Regions from separate parts of the Zea mays genome. Here region 1 is linked to region 2. A link is a contact called in public Hi-C data. All regions are on one chromosome and are shown on one strand. Each heading gives the region's core, a stretch centred on a gene start, on an enhancer-like site or on the middle of the called end of the contact. The rest is flanking DNA. Distances are from core to core; before and after follow the strand shown. Region 1 holds the start of LOC100191660. Region 2 holds the start of LOC542597 (physical impedance induced protein 1).

What was found. A called contact is a pair of places that touch in the nucleus more often than the background predicts.
Region 1: a contact with region 2 is called in a Hi-C map of tassel, with 2.7 times the contacts expected there. The contact joins the promoter of LOC100191660 here to the promoter of LOC542597 in region 2. A contact is called at or near these places in 4 of 25 Hi-C or Micro-C datasets (bundle sheath, ear, leaf and 1 more).

The regions. Positions count from the first base shown.
Region 1 is chr9:122,797,016-122,801,874 of Zm-B73-REFERENCE-NAM-5.0, forward strand. It overlaps LOC100191660, which reads left to right and starts at 2,174. Exons shown (of 12, transcript NM_001359669.1): 1 at 2,174-2,617; 2 at 2,762-2,974; 3 at 3,516-3,598; 4 at 3,692-3,778; 5 at 3,895-4,019; 6 at 4,115-4,175; 7 at 4,258-4,320; 8 at 4,434-4,511; 9 at 4,601-4,706; 10 at 4,848-4,859. The coding sequence starts at 2,452.
Region 2 is chr9:122,660,095-122,664,882 of Zm-B73-REFERENCE-NAM-5.0, forward strand. It overlaps LOC542597 (physical impedance induced protein 1), which reads right to left and starts at 2,159. Exons shown (of 1, transcript NM_001112132.2): 1 at 1,484-2,159. The coding sequence starts at 2,064. The coding sequence ends at 1,675.

The DNA of each region.
Region 1 (4,859 bases), core at 924-3,423, 140 kb after region 2:
GCTAGCCGATGCCTGCCTCTGCCTCTTTGTCTTGTCTCCGCGGGCCCGATCAACACAGCACAGGACAGGAGTGCCGGATGAGCTGGTGCTGTAGCAGCTGCCTGCCATCGTCGACGCCGAGTGACAAAGCTCTAGTAGCCAATTGGTCCATGTGATGTGAGCAATCAAGGAACAAAAAAAACCTATCCTATCACCGGCCGGCCCCGCGCCGTAGCCCTCCACACGGCATGCGAACGCGATGCGAGTCCGGCTGCTGCCCCTGCCTGCGTTGCCGCGGCCGGCGAAACCCTATCAGTCTCCCTCAGGCGAACAAGTCGCGAGAGCGCGGTCACGTTGGTTGATCTGTGCGTGGCCGCGGACGGCATCGCTGATCGATCCTGTGGTGATGGGAAACGACGACATGTGCCGACCACCTGTTGGGTTTGCCTTCCTTCGTCTGTTAGACGGCTCCTAGATTAATGGGCCTATATGAGTCTTGAGCCATTATACTTCCCTTGTTTCTATTGGCCCATTGCCAGGATTGTTTTGCATATGCAAAACAAGACCAGGATAATATTGTAAGGGCTAGTTTGGGAACCCTATTTATCCACAGATTTTTTATTTTACCAAGGAAAATTAGTTAATTTTTTATTGGAAATTTTGAAATTCCATAGAAAAATTGGGTCGGCAAACTAGTCCTGAAGGAAAAAAAAAAAGGTCAGGCAGGGACGGACCAGGCAGACTCAACACCCATCACCATTATTTGACCGACTGAAGTCCGGTGGAGCCTGCGATTGTGGTGGATGGGACATGTCTTGCCCAAATTGTTGTCCTTGACAATGCATATGACAGTTACTGGGCTCATTCCGTGATGAACGAAAGCAAAGCTCCTATGGAGCTATTTGCTCAGGTACACCTGATTATCTCTTATTGTTGTATCAGATAAATAGTTGTTACTGCTCCATATTTTAGGCGGTCTGTCTCGCTTGCCTGATGAACTTTGCCCGGCAGCCTTCCCTGATCACATGAAACTCTGGCATCCAACGAGTGCTTGATCGGCGTCGTCCACGGCCCAGGCCCACAGCTGCCTCTCGGGCTGTCGTGCTCTCGCGCTGGGCAGACGGAGGACAGGGAAGCCCACGCCCACACGAGAGCATCGCATATAAAACGCTAGTGATGGTCATTATATGAAAACGAACGACCACGTCAATATCTCACAAATTCTCTGCCAAAAACCAATACAATATTACCTTCCCAATTTCACATTAGTTGTTCAGTCTCCGTCTCACTATTTAGACTATGTTTAAAACGTCTAAAGCTAATAGTTAGCCAGCTAATAAATTATTAGCTAGGTTAAGCCATCTAATAAATTAATTGTTAGCTGTGAGTTAGCTAACAATTAGTTCTGGTATTAGTTGATGGTGTTTGGAACACAGCAACTATTTTTTTAGTAGCTAATTATTATTTTTAGAGGTTCCAATCAGGGCCTTAGTTTCAGATTATTTTTTAATAAAAAGTTTCAGATTATTTCTTTTGATCAGATTAATTCACTTGTGGTAATGGATCGTGATCCAATTGTTTCTTCATAATTTATTCTAGCCATTCGTTAACTTTTAGTTCAAAATTGAATAGAAATAGAGCCCGTAGCCAAAAAATCTCGTGACAAAGTACAGATCATCATACACTTGTCTCTCTTCTATTCAATTTTGTAATCTCGCTGGTGTAATTATGTAATATTTTTGTACTCTCTCGCTGTGCTTTTTGGCCCATGTTTGTCTCTCTTCTTTATCAATACAAACAAGTACAATCTCGTGCCCAACTGCCTCAACTGAATCTGGTGCAATTGCCTCAACTGAATCTGGTGCTGGTCTTTACTGAAAGTACGAAACGATGGCTGTTTTGCAATTGCCCCTTCAATAACAACTGCTCCAGTAATTAACTGCGCTGCACCCTGCACTACGAGCTAGAGACATAAAAAGAGAGGAACCTTCCCTCAGTAGTATATATGGAGCAGTAGAGATACAGTATCTTGTGCATGCAGATTACGCCATTGATCTGTCGTCTCTGTCTGCAATGAATATGGTAGGAGTATACTAGTAACCAAACGAACTGGAAGGGAGGCATTAATCCACCAACTGAAAACGTGATCAATCCAACTACCCCGCCGGCCGCGTCGGAGCCGAGGGAGAAGAAAGAAATCAGCTGATCGCTGACACGACGCGACTGATCGTCGTCACGATCTACTGACTGCCGTGCCGCCGCCGCTGCACTCGTGCCGTCGCCACAACGCACCCTTTTTGTTGGCTGCACGCATACGCACACGGCACATACACCCTTCTGTCTGTCCTGTGGCGCCATCCATCCGTTCGTTACAGGTGCGCCGGCCCGGTCTCTCCTCCTCCCAGCCGGCCGGCGGCCTCCGCTTCGCTCGCCCGTCCCTGGGTTCTCGGTTCCGCGGCACCACCGCGTGCCATGGGGCCTCCGCGGGGCTGGACACTGCCTGCCGCCGCCGTTGCCACGGCCGGCGTCGCCTCGGTGGTGGCCACCATCATCTTGTCCGCGGCGGCGGCCGATGTGGTCGAGGAGAGGCTGACGGTGCCCATGACGATCGTCGCTGGCGCAGCGTCGGCGGGGGCAGGCAAGCATGCAAATAAACTCCGTCGTCGTCGCTTGCTTCTTCTTCTTCCTCTTCCCATGGCGACTGACACTGACAGACTGAGCAGCGTACGTATGCCATTCGAGAGAGAGCGCCAGCGTCGTCTAACTTCTTTGTACCCCGCAGTGTGCCTCGACGGGAGCCCGCCGGCGTACCACCTGCACGGCGGCTCCGGCGCGGGCGCGCGGAGCTGGCTGCTCCAGTTCGAGGGCGGCGGCTGGTGCAACGACGTGCGGTCGTGCGCGGAGAGGGCCGGGACGCGCCGGGGATCGACGCGCCTCATGGCAAAGGCCGAGTCCTTCTCCGGCATCCTCAGCAACCGTCCGGCCATGAATCCAGGTATACGTAATTTAGATCGCTGATCGAGGCTCAGTATGCATGCCCTGCACTCCGAATCCCATCCCATGCATTCGTATCTTGGACGTGAGCTCAAACAAACTCTTGTGCAATTAATTCACTCGAGAAGCCAAGCCGTCGTCGGCGCCGGCAGCAAACAGCGTCCCCGTTCACTTCACGTTCCTGGTGGTACACAGCACAGGGCACACAGCCTACTTTTGCGAAAAGGTGACAGCAACATGCATGGCGGTCACAACACAACCGGGTAGGTAGCGCGAACAGTTTTGCTTTAATCTAGGTCCACGTAATTCAAGCTCACGGTCCTACAAAAATCATTTAGCCAACAGTGCTTTGTTTTGTTTCGTTTTGTTTTCCCAACGGACTACCGCATGGCGCATGCATGCCAGGCTGTGGGAGCGTATATATATGCTAGGCAAAGCTACATGGTAGTACATCTGCATTCTGCTTAAAGCTACATGGTACATGCCCTGCTGGTTTTTTACAGAAATTACGTGTTCTAATACATCTCTAAACCGCTGATCAGACTTTTACAACTGGAACCGTGTGAAGCTGCGTTACTGCGACGGCGGGTCCTTCATGGGCGATTCAGCAGTGTATATAAACAGCGTATGCTTACTGTTCGGTGCACTTGTACACATATTATTTGCCGCTCTGGATCGGAGCACTAGCTTACCGTTTGGCATTTGCCAATCTTGGCAGTCCTCGGTGCTCTACTTCAGTGGCCAGAGGATATGGGACGCTATTGTCGCCGATCTGCTCAGGAAGGGACTGGCGAGAGCCGACAAGGTTCCCCGTCAGTTTTCCTTGCAGCCTGTTACGCCCGTGCCACCCTTTGGCACTTTTCAGCATAGACATCATCAGTTGCTTCGATTTAGCCTGGGCTTCTGCTCTGCGTATTCCAGGTTCTGCTCTCAGGCTGTTCGGCAGGAGGCCTAGCTACGTTCTTCCACTGCGACGGCCTTAAGCAGCGGCTTGGAGCCGCAGCCACGGTGAAATGCCTGAGCGACGCCGGATTTTTCCTTGATCTGTAACATTTGGTCGCCGAGTTACCATTTTTTTTCTTCTTCTGCTTTTTTTCCGGCCAATGCTTGTGATTCTGATATCCCTTCTCTCTCTCTCCAGGAGTGACATTTCTGGGAGCAACACCATAAGGCAATTCTTTAGCAGCCTAGTATCCCTGCAGGTCTGTCACTGCTCTGTCTCTTGTCTGATCGAATGTGGGAACATCTGATAATAATGTTTCGGAACCATGGGCTTTCCTGTAGGGAATCCAGAAGAATTTGAACATGGACTGCCTGAGTTCAACTTCAACAGACAATGCATACCTGGTACATATATTCATCCTTGAGATTTTTAGTCCACCTTCAGGATACTAGCAGACGGGATTTCTTTTAGCGACGAGCGAGCCGGTGACCAGTTCTGATGATCCATGTCTGTGCAGTGTTTCTTTCCACAGTTCGCGCTTGCGAACATCCGAACCCCGTTTTTCATCTTGAATTCAGCTTATGATGTATACCAGGTAAACTGCGGCTTGTGATCGATCAGTATAGTTTTCGGCACCTGAACCTGGTGGTAAGTAATAATTCTGGTTTGGCAATTTTCGGACAGTTCCACCACATTCTGGTGCCGCCTTCGTCTGATCCTGGAGGCCATTGGAGCCGCTGCAAGTCGGATCCTGGTGGATGCAACGCAACACAGATCGCAACCCTCCAAGGTTAACTCTCTGTTAAGCAGATGGTTCAGATTCATGTTACGCTGGACAAATCATCTGCGATGCTCTAAACTGAATGAAGCTACTGGTTTCATGGCACGATTCAGATTTTGAACCTTTTTTTTATTTTTGTTTGTTTGGCAGGACTGAGAAGTG
Region 2 (4,788 bases), core at 909-3,408:
TGCCAGTCTCTTTGTCGAGTGCTCCAAGAGGCACTCGGCAAAGGCTCCCTTTTGTCGAGTGTCTGCTGGACTAGCTCTCCGCAAAGAGAGCACCAGTGGACACCTTTGTCAGTCTCGTTGTCGAGTGCATTAGAAGGCACTCGATAAAGGTTGCTTCTTTTCTAAGTGGCTCGGCCACAGCACTCGGTAAAGAAGCTTTACTGGTCCCAGGTGTGTCTTCTTTGCCGAGTGCTATGGTCGTGGCACTTGGCAAAGTGACCAGAATACCCATTTTATTTGTTTTTGTTATTCCATCCAAACAAACAGAACATATATCACATAATCATCACATATACATCACAGAATTCACAGAATCATGAAGCCTTGAAGATCTTATACAAAGTGTCCCCTGTGCATGACATTGTATCTCTATTTATAGTGTTGTAAAAATTACAATCATGCACTCAGTCCTATGCACACAAACTACAAGATATTTTAAGGGTATAAAAGTTTTTTCCATCATTAGACATGTTGTCCAAGCCTCTAAGATCTTATCGCTTCCTCTTACTGATCCTTCGTTGCGTGTCCAAAACACGGAACTGAAGCTTCTCAGCTTCGTTTTCATGCTTGCACTGCTCGAGTATTATTTCCGATCGAAGGTGTACATGGTCAACCCTTCATTATACCTGAAATAGAATTGGAAAAAAAATTGACAAATTAATGACTTGAGAACCTTCGATCAAAGAGAACCCCCCAACAGTCGTTGTCGTGTGCTACGCCTGCTCCTCTAGCCTAGACTCTCCTCTCTAACACTCTCTACATCATTATATGTGCTATACCCTGGGCGACAGTGGCGGAGCTCCATAAAATTGATGCCCCGGGCCACTCTATAAAAGATTATTTTAAAGAACACTTGCTTTGTATGCTCACTGCTAGGAAGGGGCGAACGATGTGGTGCGAATCAATGGAGGTCGCAGACCGCTGACCGCAGGGAGGTCGTCGTTGCCGGATCCGGATCCGTGCAGTGGAGCATGGAGGTGGAGGCATAGACTGGAGGCCGTAGTGCGGAGGCGCCGCCACTGGCACCTAGGTCTAGGAGGGAAGAGACATGGACTGGAGGTAGAGGCAGGGCATGAGGGATTGGGCCAATGGGGGAGTCGGGAGACCACCACGCGCCAGAACGAATCGGGAGTGGAAGGGGATATTGTGCATGTGGACTAGATTATTTGGGCTAAAATTATCCTAGATATAAGAAGATTTTTGGGTTGCGTCTCGAGCCACGGCCCAGGTGGCCTGGGGCCCAAATCCACCCCTACTGGTCGATGGTCCAAGTGGCCTAGTGGCCAGTGCCCAAATCAGCTCCTGTCCAAGTGAACATGTTGGTGTGTGTTTTTCTAAAAATTAGTTAAACTTAGAAAATTTTGACTAAGAACGATTGTAGACGGGCAAGAAAATGTAGTTATAATGCATTTGAGTTCACTAAAACTGAATGATTCATATCTCCTTTTTTTCTCAAAATAAAAAACACGAATATTTCTTATTGATCATTAAAATTTCAAATATAACTCCACACAAATACAATCGTCGATGGTACAGCGAAAGAATTTGAAACGACAAACTTATTCGCTAATATTGCAAGAGGCCGACATGCTCGTAAATAGAATCGCGAGATGGAGCACACAAGGGATCCCAAGCTTAGTTGGGGCAAGTGAAGTCCTCTGGGCAAATCCTGCCGCAGTTGTTGAGGATGAGGTTGAGGCTAAGGGGCACGTTGAGGTGGATGCCGAGGACGTTGGCCTTGATGGCGGTGCAGAGGCACAATGCGGCGTCGAGGTCCACCAGACCCTCCAGCAACGGGCAGCATTGCTCGTACTGGGGTAGGCCGACCTTGACGAGGCCTAGCACGTTGGCGCACACCTTGAGCTTGAGCGCGTCGATCGGGCAGCGCCCGTGGCTGTGCGACGACGGAGTCGGCACGACTGGCGGCGTTGGGACGACTGGGCCAGAACAGTTGGGTTCGCAGCCATGCGCGGTGGCAGCAAACAGGAGGCTCAGGGCAAGGAAGAGCGCAACCTTGGGAGCCATTGGTGGTGATGGACTGTTACTACTACGGTTTGAGCAGCTAGCACAGTGAGTGCAGGAAGTGGTGCTTCAGTGCTGCGCTGCGTGCTCTTTGGGATGGTTTTCACAGGGTGTTTGGCATGGTTTTTATAGCTGATGGATGGTGTGGAGGGAGATGCTTTCGTGCTTTATTATTGGCGGCATTCGCACATGAATGCTCCAATGCATGTAATGCATGTGTGTGTGATTCGATCGATCTGGTCATTGCATGGTTATATCTGAACACGCCAGTTGTTAGCGGGAGATATGCCAATTTTATACCATGTGGAAATATAGAAGCAAGTTGAGCAATCATGCTAAATTCACATAGCAAGAGCTATAGCTAGCTCGTGACGGGTCAGGATCACTCCTGCCATCTGGTCAGTTACCAGCTTATATACTACTGCTTAACATAGTTTACTTATTTGCTTTACCGGTGTCATACGAGTAGAGGACGTTCTCTAGTCTATACCATCCTAATGTGTTTGGTCAGCTGGGGACAGTTGGGACAGCCATGTCCCTCGGTGTCCCCTCTTGTCTGTTCAATTTTAACGGACACACGTAGATAGTATCTGGATGGTTATGTTCCAACCTCTAATTTCGAACCAAACAACCTTGTTTAAAGCATCATTCTATCTCATTTCGTCTCGTTATTGCAACCAAACACGCCAGTATATATAAATAAAAAAAGAGGTACCATGCACTAATTATAGCTTACCAGGTAGAAACATATTACTCCCACATTTAATTCCACAATATTGTTCATTTTAGCTCCTCGTTTTTGTGTCGATATTCAAATGGATATCCAAATGGACGACAATTACTCTAGACACATATATAATAACACATATCAAATATTGTATGAATCCGCTATGGTGCCCTAAAACAAAATCCTATTTTGAGATGGAGGGAATATATCGTAGACACGGAATTTTGGTAAATCTCGGGTTTAATTTTAAAAAGTATGTTATTGACCTGTAAAACGTTGGCTAGGAAACGCTGTTCTTTCACATGTTTCGATGTTCACTGAATGATTGTATGATTAACAACTTAAACCATCTCACCAAGATTGCTGAGCGCGGGAGAACACCGACGTGCGTGCATATGTTGGGCTGGGAGTTCTCCGCTGAAATCATGAACCGGGTCGGCAGTCGCATGCATGCATGTATGTATGGGCAGTCTACTCCAGCTGGGTTGCATGTGACGATATATTCTCGTAATATCCACCCGTGACGTCTAGTCGTCGTTGATCGCGAAGCAACCTTGCATGCTTCGTGTGCTTGATATTCTGCAGTTCGCTGCCTGTGTTTGCTAGCGAACGCTACAGCAAATAACCAGGAATTCCTTGTAAGTTTAGATATTTTTATTTAGTCAAAGAATTAATCGATTTTTCTTGCTAGCGGTCATTGCTAGCTTGAGAGTCATCTCTCTCAAGAAATATTTCCTGGGTGGTTTTTCTAATTTTCTTGATGATTTTGGTTCCTCAAGGAATTTTTTATGATCTGATGCAGTGGACGGTGTAGTGGAAGTACAATAATTCGGTGGTTAACACGTCGTGATGCTGTGGACGATAAGCATAGTTCGTTCGTCGCCCTGTGCTGCTGCTTCTTCTTTTTTCTTTTTTACTATTTGCTAATGGACAAAAGGGAGTTGTTGCTAACTAATATAAAGTACAATAAGGGCAGCAATTAACACGTCGTGGTGTGACTACAGTTAGCACAATTACGGGCTTTATCTCTCTCGTCACTACTCGCTTTTAAAAATCTGACAACTTGGTGTGAGCACTTGGACTAGTAGCGCTAGCTAACGCGGCGGGCGAGGAGGGAATATCGGCGCTACCCAGAAATCGCTGATCATCATCTGTCAGCACGCCCTTTAAAAATTATTACAGGATTATATTATAGTATTACTACTTGTATAGATATCTCCCTCTACGATGCGATGACCAATGCAAATCAGAGCCTGCTAGCTAGCCGTTAGCCGATAGCCCAGACCGGACAAGAGTTCATACTTCTCGAATATTTGTCGTCGACTGGTTCATTTTTAAACTAGAACGTGATAAATAAAAAAGAACTAAGAGAGAGTATATGGGTTTATTTTACAGCCACACACAGTACACGCAATTTCTATTGGCCCATCAGTACCAAGTGTGGTGTAAGTGTAACCTATAGTGATCGAGCTTTACTTCTAAGTACTATTATCACTATCGTGTACAGCCATAACCCACAATACCTGTGGAAATGTCACTACTAGACCAATCTATAACTTGATGAGAACTCATAGTTGACATAGTCGATACGTACCCAAATTATGAGTCGCGAGTGATTGCCAAGGAGCAAGGAGATGGTTTGAGCTTTGGTTAAGTACGTAAGTGTGCGTTGGACTAACCGAAGCCAGGGTTGGTCCTAGTATTTTAGGGGTCATGAGCGAAAATTAAATAGAGGCCCCTTTTATCTTCGTGTGTATATATATTTATGTGTAATATACTTATATATATGTAGTCGTATTGTTGAGTTTGTAATCTAAATTCTGAATGAGCCGACCAAGTTGACGAGTGAAGTGGAGGCCCGTCGTCGGAAGGCTTGGACAGGAGACAAAGCACCTTAACCTAAATCACTAACACGTCGTCGGAGGCTTGGGCCAGAGACTGGACACACAATAGTTTTGGGCTGCCTGAATCACTGCAGCATTTTCTGTTTCTATTTTGTT